Regions from separate parts of the Mus musculus genome. Here all the other regions are linked to region 2. A link is a contact called in public HiCAR-type and promoter capture Hi-C data. All regions are on one chromosome and are shown on one strand. Each heading gives the region's core, a stretch centred on a gene start, on an enhancer-like site or on the middle of the called end of the contact. The rest is flanking DNA. Distances are from core to core; before and after follow the strand shown.

The links. Promoter capture Hi-C pulls out the DNA fragments that hold promoters and counts their contacts. HiCAR-type assays count read pairs that join an accessible place to other places.
Region 1: a HiCAR-type map of astrocytes shows a contact between it and region 2, with 5 times the contacts expected there. The contact joins the promoter of Mrpl28 here to the promoter of Rpl10a in region 2.
Region 3: a promoter capture Hi-C map of pre-B cells shows a contact between it and region 2, with 2.5 times the contacts expected there. The contact joins the promoter of Abcg1 here to the promoter of Rpl10a in region 2.

The regions. Positions count from the first base shown.
Region 1 is chr17:26,122,081-26,124,780 of GRCm38.p6, reverse strand. Mrpl28 (mitochondrial ribosomal protein L28) reads right to left here and starts at 1,278. Exons shown (of 5, transcript NM_024227.3): 1 at 932-1,278; 2 at 73-225. The coding sequence starts at 1,219. It overlaps Pgap6 (post-glycosylphosphatidylinositol attachment to proteins 6), which reads right to left. Exons shown (of 13, transcript NM_021793.2): 13 at 1,527-2,700. The coding sequence ends at 2,547.
Region 2 is chr17:28,327,040-28,329,739 of GRCm38.p6, reverse strand. Rpl10a (ribosomal protein L10A) reads right to left here and starts at 1,269. Exons shown (of 6, transcript NM_011287.2): 1 at 1,122-1,269; 2 at 855-929; 3 at 693-773; 4 at 218-366. The coding sequence starts at 1,126.
Region 3 is chr17:31,056,280-31,058,979 of GRCm38.p6, reverse strand. Abcg1 (ATP binding cassette subfamily G member 1) reads right to left here and starts at 1,286. Exons shown (of 15, transcript NM_009593.2): 1 at 1,124-1,286. The coding sequence starts at 1,165.

The DNA of each region.
Region 1 (2,700 bases), core at 29-2,528, 2.2 Mb after region 2:
CATGCCCATGCAGTGCACTCGGCACTTCCCACGAGTCTGACAAGACCTTGGAGTGCACTAACCCCTGCTTGCCTTGAGAATATAGAAGTCAAATCCATAGGCCTCATCGATGAGATCCAGGGTCCTCATGGTCACAGTCACGGTGAACTTCTTGTCCAGGATTTCACTGTAAAGCTCCCGAGTGAACAGCTGTGGCTTCCACACCTTCTTCACCCTCTTGGAGAGCTAAGGGTGCAAGAGAAACCTCCCGTTTTCCTATAGACCAAGTGGGCCCCAAAGCACCCTTCTGGAACCTGGGCTACTGTGAGCCAGGCCCTCTCCCTTCCTCAGACGCTCCTCAGGACCACTGATGCAGGTCAGGGCCCCTGAGCTGGCTCTGGACACCCACCCACCTAGATGTCTGCTTCACTCAGGCTAGCCCTAATGCTACTGGTATATGTTCCAGATTCTCACACAGCTGAAACCCAGTAGCCACAGGCAAGTGAATGACACCCTGGAAGGCCTGAAACATACTCTCTCCTCCCACAGGGCTTGCCTAGGAGCAGAGTATCACCAGAAGAGATAGACTCCAGGCAGTCATCTCGGTCTTTTTGATTTTTATGTACTAGGAGCAAAGTTATTCCGTCCTAAAAATGAGGGAAATGCGCATAGAAACTAGCAGGTGACAAGCAGATTTCACTTCTCCCTCCTCTTCGGCACAAGCTTCGAATCTATCCTTCCTCCTTCCTTTTCTCCACCACTGTCCCCACTCTGTCCTTACTTTTGATACTATCTGATCCAGGACCACCCCACTTCAGGACTAGACTTTGCTATCGGAGTTAGCTTGCTCCGTAAACAAAACGCTTGTGTTAGTCTGGTTGACCGTTTGTGGCGCCCAGAGCAGCGCCTGCTCAGCAAAGCATGCAGAACAGCCGAGATGGTCCGCACCCACCTTGTCGTTGTTGGCGTATCTGTAGCCTAAAATCAAGCCCTCTCCACCCCACAGTCCCTGCTGGGACTCTGGAGGGTAGTGAACTGGAATGGGTACGTCCTCAACGCGCTCGCGCTGCCCATTCTTGGGGTTGATCTTGAACTTGGTCCCGTGAGGTTTGTAGTGTACCGGGGTCGGCGTCCGTTCTTCTTCCAGTGAGCGCAAGAAGTGGGCGGGCAAGCGCGCACAGATGCCCTGCCGCAGCCGCAGCTTCTGCCACAGGTGCACAGGATACCTGTGCAGCGGCATCGCGCGACCCTCTACTTCTAGGAGAGCGCGCCCGCGCCTCCCGGAACCGGAATAGCGTCACCGAACGTGCGCCTTCGCTCGCTGCCAATTGGCAGCAACGCCCGTCCATCTAAACTAATCCCTTTCCCTCCGCCTCCTTTAGGGACCATGAAAAATTATCTACTGCGAATGGGTTCAAGGCACCGTCTGCCAAGTGCAGCCCAGGAGTTCCCCAGCAGCTTTGGCAAGCCTGTTGGGAAAGGCTACCCTGAGCTCAACCTCCCTTTCCCTCCAGGGACGCAAGGAAAAAAAAAAAAAAGACCACTCATTTGATTTGAAAAATTATTGTAGAATATTAAATTCACCAATTACATAAAAATATGCCTTCATATCTTAGAACAGTAACATTTTACCACCTGCCCCCCACCCCCAACAGAATATACACATTTCCCCTTTCAGGGGCTAAAGTGTGCTTTGGTGCCAAATAAAGGATGTTAGTAGCTTGGGAAGGAGCCCAGAAGCCCACACCTGCAATCCCAGTACTCAGAGCAGATGAGCCTCACAGTGGGAACCAAATGGCCTGGGCACACAGCACTACCAGCTCAGTGACCCCAGGAGACCAGAAAGATTGGGCTGGGGATCCAGAACCCACTCCTTAATCCTCAGTTGATCCAGTAGGGGTCAGCCTCATCCAAGTGTCTAGGGCCAGCACAGGAGAATGCTCACCAGACTGGGGCCTTGGACCCCTTAAGAGAGAAGGGAACACTAGCGAGCATTGTGTGCCTTCTGGAGCCAGACCTCATACAGCTGAGCAGCCTGCTACCTCAGGCTCTCCCGAAGGCCTCCTGCTCCAACAGACAATGAGGGAGGGACAGCACACAGCACTCCAGGTCTTAATCAGCTCTCTGATGACCCTGGACTCTACCATAGCAACTGCAGCAGGAGGGTATCCCCATGCCAAGGCAGGATGGCATTAAGGGTACAGGATGTCAGAGACAGTGAGTGACCTCTGTGCACTCAGACTTCCTTGCTTGTGGGTCTCATATCACGGCTTTCCAAAGGAAGGGGACCACAGGAATCCCTTATCTGTATCCCCATCCATAACAGCGTGATCAGCCCACACGTGGCACCTGTGGGCTCCAGGTGGAAACAGCTGTGACCTTCAGAGGAATTGGCAGCAGCCATAAAGATTTTTTGGGGTGGAGGGGGTCTTCTCTGGAGAAAGAAGCCAAGCGTCTCAGGACAATTTTATTCAGATGGAAACCTGGTTGGGGCTAGACAAGCACCTCTCTCGCTTGTCCTAGCTGAAGAGGTCATTAGAGTTTCAGGTGTCCATGAACCAGCCTTATCAGGTCACTGTGTACAACTCATCCCGATCATTCCTGCAGATCTGGTAGTGACAAGGGAACTTCTGCAAACAGGCCCAGGACCCAGCTTTTTCCTCTCGTGGTGGCAGAAGAAATGCTGCACTACCAGCCAGTAGGATGTGCCAAATGCTGTGG
Region 2 (2,700 bases), core at 20-2,519:
GGGAGACACTTGTGACCCCTCCCTCGATAGGTTGTTAACTGAAAAGACTTGAAACCCAAACCAATAGCTGGCTATGAGTCAACTGCACACACTGGCGAGAGGGGAGTATCAGACCAGCCTGTGGGGCATTTTCTAACTGGTTGTGAAGCCCAATGTGTGCTGCCACTCCTGGGCAGGGGGTCATGGGTTGTGTTCAGCCCTAGTGAGCCCCACCTACCCAGCTTCTTGACCAACTTCTTGTTTTTGTTAAGCTTCTTGAGCGCCTCGATGTCCATGTGGGGGATATCCACGGCCTTGGCTTCATCACAGTGCTGCTGGTCCCCCAGAACGCACACCGAGAACTTGGGGCGTGGGGTGGACTTGAGCCTGCGTTTGGGAGGGGAGAAAACAGAACAGGTCATGGTCGGCGCTGGCCATCCCGCTAGATCTGAACGCATGGCAGGGAGCGGCAAGCCTTACCCGGAGCTCTGGGCAACACTAGCCTGGCTTCTCAGGCTAGGCGGCGGGCTCGGCCGAGGCCTCCCCACGCCTCCCCTCTTGTTTTAAGACCCAGGGTGGGGGTCCGTCCAGCCTGCCTGCCTGCAGCAGGGCTCCTGAACTACCCTGGCACGTCAGTGTCCCCGTGCCCGCCTAGGGCGCGGCCAGGCCACACGGGAACACTGAGGGCTGGGTGGGGTTAGAGCGGTGCCAACCTGACGGTGCCCGAGAAACGTTTGTCCTTCTGAGGGTCGTAGTTCTTCAGGCTGATCTGCAGCTCCACCGTCTCCAGAAACCTGAGCGAGAGGGGAGCTGTGAGCCAGGGTCGCCATGGCCGGGGATGCTCGCCCTGCCCCGGGAGGGAGGCCCGCGCTCACTTGCGGCGCTTGCGCTGGTTCCCGTGCAGGACTTCCCGCACCGCCTCGTACAGGGTGTCGCGTGAGACTTTGCTGCTGTTGGGGAGAAGCGAAGGCGTTCGGGGCCGGCCATGCTGCACCCCGGGCCCGATGACAGGCCCACGGCACGCTGGGGAAAGGCTCGCGACGCGGGGCAGTCGCCGGGAGAGCCTCCGAGACGGGCCGCGGGGCGTCCGCGGGCGTGTGGGTGCACGGATGGCGGCGGATAGCGCCACGATAACAACTTACCTCATGGCTGCGGCTGCCGCGGAAACCGGAAAGAAGGCAGAGCGCTTTGCGCATGCGCTCAAATAGAGCCCGCGTTCTCGCGAGAGTTGCCCGTTACGGGCACGTTCCGCGCTCAGCCAAGCCGGAGAGGCGCTGCAGTTTGCGGCCGCTGGGGGGGCGCCACCACGCGGCTGCACCGTGAGAACCGCTCTAGGAGCAGCAGGCAGTCCTGCATTGGGACAAGGGCTGAAGCCGGGCCCTGGGATTGGATTTCTCCCTGCTTTCTATCTTCTGCCTGCCCCATGACTTCCAGTCCCCGGCAGAACCGGTCTCCGTCATCGCCTAATTTGGTGATGAGCCCCGCAGAGCCACTGGGCAGCCGCCCCCTCTAGCCGTGCATTGTGCAATGGTCCGGCCACCGCATGTGGGCAGAGGCATGGATGACAGGAATAGCTTGAGGAAATGACCCTTGCTGAGATCTGCAGAACGGGAAAGCGCCTTGTGACTAGATTAGGATCAGATGTGCCTGGCTTAAGCCTAAGCCTCCACCTGGGAGGAGGCGCCCACCAGTCTATCCTGGCCATCTGTATAAACCGCCCCTGATTCAGCCTCCGGGCAAGGTGGACTTTGGACAAATGCCCCTGTCCTGTCTCAATTAGTTGGCATTTCAAACAAAGTCGTTCTTGTTACTTGACCCCGGTCTTCGCAGTTAATAGAGAGGCGCCGGGTCAAGGAGCGTTTGCAGGGAGCCTCCAGATCTGGAGTGACTCATTTGGAGGCATGTCACCCTCTCTGGGAACAAATCACAGATGTAGCCAGCACCCACCATTTCCAGGGAGCAGACCTACGAATAGCTCATCTCGCCTGAGCACACACACAGCAAACAGCAGGCAGGATGAAGCAGGTTCCCACAGGGTCAGAGCAGAGCAGGCAGGTTGAAGCTGCAAGTGCCATCCACACTCTAAAGGCCATCAACATGGTGAGCGGCTGACGTCTGTCTCTTAGACATTGTTCCCCTTGCTTCTGTAGTCAGATTCAGCTTGTTCTCAAAAGCCAGACCTTCTCACTGGACTGACCTCCTTGCCTCCCTGGAACAGGGACTCAGAAGCACCCAGAAACCTCAGTTCCCCACCCACTGCAGGGCTAAGGTAGGAGGATGCTGTCATGAACTTTCTCAGGCTAATTCAGTCACATCAGTTTGGCAAATTTTTGTTTCTTGGCATAGCCCCGACTCTCTTGGAATTCGCTCTGTAAACCAGGCTGGCCTTGAAATTAGAGATCTGCCTGCCTCGATCTCCTGAGTTCCAGGATTAAAGGTGTGTGCCACCGTGCCCAGCTGTGTGCTAAATATTTTTTGAGTGAGGTGCTGTGGAAATACAGATGTCACACAGGTCTGCAGCAGGCACCCTGTGTCTTTTCAGCCCATGGTGGGTTAGACATCCCTCAGATCCCAGTCCAAACCTTTGCTGCAGCTGAAGACAGAGTTCAGAGTTCTAGCAGGCCTAAGACTCCGGCTCAGCATGAAAACAAAAGTTATGGGTCCCAAGCCCACCCTTGCCCTCAGTGTAGTCCTTGACACTCATCAGGCAGCTCTGACAGA
Region 3 (2,700 bases), core at 37-2,536, 2.7 Mb before region 2:
AATCACAGGATGCGGTTGTCAGAGCAGAGCATGCGCACAAAGCCGAGTGCTTTTTTTTTTTTTCCTCTAGAGCGCAAGGCAAGAGGTAACTGTCGGTCAAATCCTGGGGAGCCTTGCTGACTTCAAATACAGGATGCTAAAAATGAAATAAAGGGGAGGGACTGTGAGATGTGGGCTTCTAGCGTATTGGGAAGGAACAGGCAGGCTAGTAACAGAAAGAAAGGCACGATTCGGGTGGGAAAACGGAGGGCTTGCTGTTTATACTCCACCACAGTCTGAAGTCAGCTTAAGAGGTTATTAACCGCAATGTCCGCTTGTTAGACAGAGCCGGTAGGGCCAAGGGTGAGACCAGACAGATGGTGGGCTGGTTTTTGTTGTTGTATGTTAGCTTTCTCCTGGAGCATTGAGTGACCGTGGAAGAGGAGACGCTTGCCCACCTCTGAGAAACAATACTTGTCTAGCAATTCTGTAGCACCCAGGTTTTGTCCTAACACTGGTATCTGGGGGGATGGGGGCGTGTAAATGCCCACACCCTACCCTCACCCTGGCAGGGATCTGAGCTCGTCCTCCTCTGTCTCCCCTGGGACTTCGCTGCCTCCTCCAAGAGTAGCTGTCTCTGGGGAGCGCAGGAGAGCAGGCTCCGTTTCGTGGGGCGCAGTTTCTCTTTTTGTGTCCCCCCCCCCCCACTGTGCCCAGGACTCCAGAGGGTGGCGCAAGAAGTCCCCCGCCGTCTGCCCGCTCCACAGAGCTCCTCAGAGAGATCTGACCCTCCCCTCCCTCGGGCTGAGCCTGCAGTCCCTCCCCAGTGCGCTTCCACATCTCCAGCCCCTCACCCAGGAGGCGGACAAGTCAAGGCCATCTACCTGTCCACTTGTGGGGTTGCTCGCTACCCGCGCCCCACTCCACCTTCTGGATGCCCTAAGCCAGTACAGGAGCATCTCAAAGCTCCAGGTGGCCAGGGCGGAGTCGAGCAGCGCCGGGCACCTCTCCAGAGCACCCCAGGTCAGCGCCCGGAGGATGCGCTCATAGGCGGCTGGTGTGAGGACCAGCCAGCCTGGCTTTGAGCTTCCTGTTTCCTTAGAAGATAAAAGCCAGCCCGGAGTGCGAAGGATGTGCGACTCACCATGGCGGTGCCGACCGAGAAAGCGGCCATCAGACAGGCCATGCCCCGGGGGCGGCGGCGGCAGCGGCAGTGGAGACAAGTCTGCGGGCGGCGGGGACGAGGTTGCAGGAACGAGGCTGCGCTTGCTCCTGCTCCTCCGCGGCGCTCTGCGCGGGTTCCGACTGCGCCCCGGCCCCGCCCCTGCCCACGATTGGGCCGGGCGGAGGGGGCGGGGCGCCGACAGGTGCGCGTGCTCTTGTTTTGCTCCTGTTGCGGAGCGGCTGGAGGATGCTCTGGACCCGAAGCTGTCTGCTAGGCCTCTCCCAACCGCCTGGGCCTGGGAAGCCCACTTCAGGGACCCTGCAGGAGCTGGGCCAGCTCAACCCTAGACGAACCAGTGGGGGCGCCCTACAAACCACGGGGTCCTTGTTTCGGAAACCTCCCGAGGTAGCTTGAGATCAATGGGATAGGGAAGAAGGCAGGTGGCTCCTTTGTTCTGCCTTTGTTATGCATGCCTTCCAGGTAGAAGCCCCAGGGACAAACGTAGAAAACAGCCCCAGGGCTTTTCCCTTAGCGCTAGTGTGCGGTGACCCTAAATTGAGGCAGCATGGGCGTTCATACAGATAGCTCCTAGGTCTCCATCAGCACCACTCCATCCCCAAATAAGCCACAGGGGTGTTTCCAGTGTCTTACACAGCCACGTTCTTGTACCCTACTGAAACCCCTGTGATTTGTAAATGGGACGTTGCGTGGTAACCGTGGTGAAAATCTTTAATCCCAACCTCAGATCCTAAACTAAGTCTTCTGTTGAAATGATTCTCTGTCACCCCCAGCACAGTAGAGCCACCCGCTCCAACACTTGGGTGTGCTGGGGTACTTTCTGCTCTCCTAGAAAGGGGCAGGCAAGTGGTTGTCACATCCTCAGATCCTTGACCTCAGCTAAGCTTCTCCCTAGCATCACAGAAAGAAAAGTGGGTGTGGCTGAGTTTGGAGGGAAGAGGGTGGGCTTCTAATACCGGAGGGACCGATGGCCCTATCTGGTATCAAGAAGGCTGACAAAGCCAGGGCATTCTAGAAGGTTATGAGTACAAACCTCCTTGTGAGACTATGCTGGGGCCTAGCAAACACAGAAGTGGATGCTCACAGTCAGCTAATGGATGGATCACAGGGCTCCCAATGGAGGAGCTAGAGAAAGTACCCAAGGAGCTAAAGGGATCTGCAACCCTATAGGTGGAACAACATTATGAACTAACCAGTACCCCGGAGCTCTTGACTCTAGCTGCATATGTATCAAAAGATGGCCTAGTCGGCCATCACTGGAAAGAGAGGCCCATTGGACACGCAAACTTTATATGCCCCAGTACAGGGGAACACCATGGCCAAAAAGGGGGAGTGGGTGGGTAAGGGAGTGGGGGTGGGTGGGTATGGGGGACTTTTGGTATAGCATTGGAAATGTAAATGAGCTAAATACCTAATAAAAAATGGAAAAAAAAAGGATAGAAAAAAAATAAAAATAAAATTCAGATTAAAAAAAAAAAGAGTACAAACCTCCCAGGGAGTGAGAAAGGTTTCTGGGGCCTGGGCTACTGTCTGCCCTG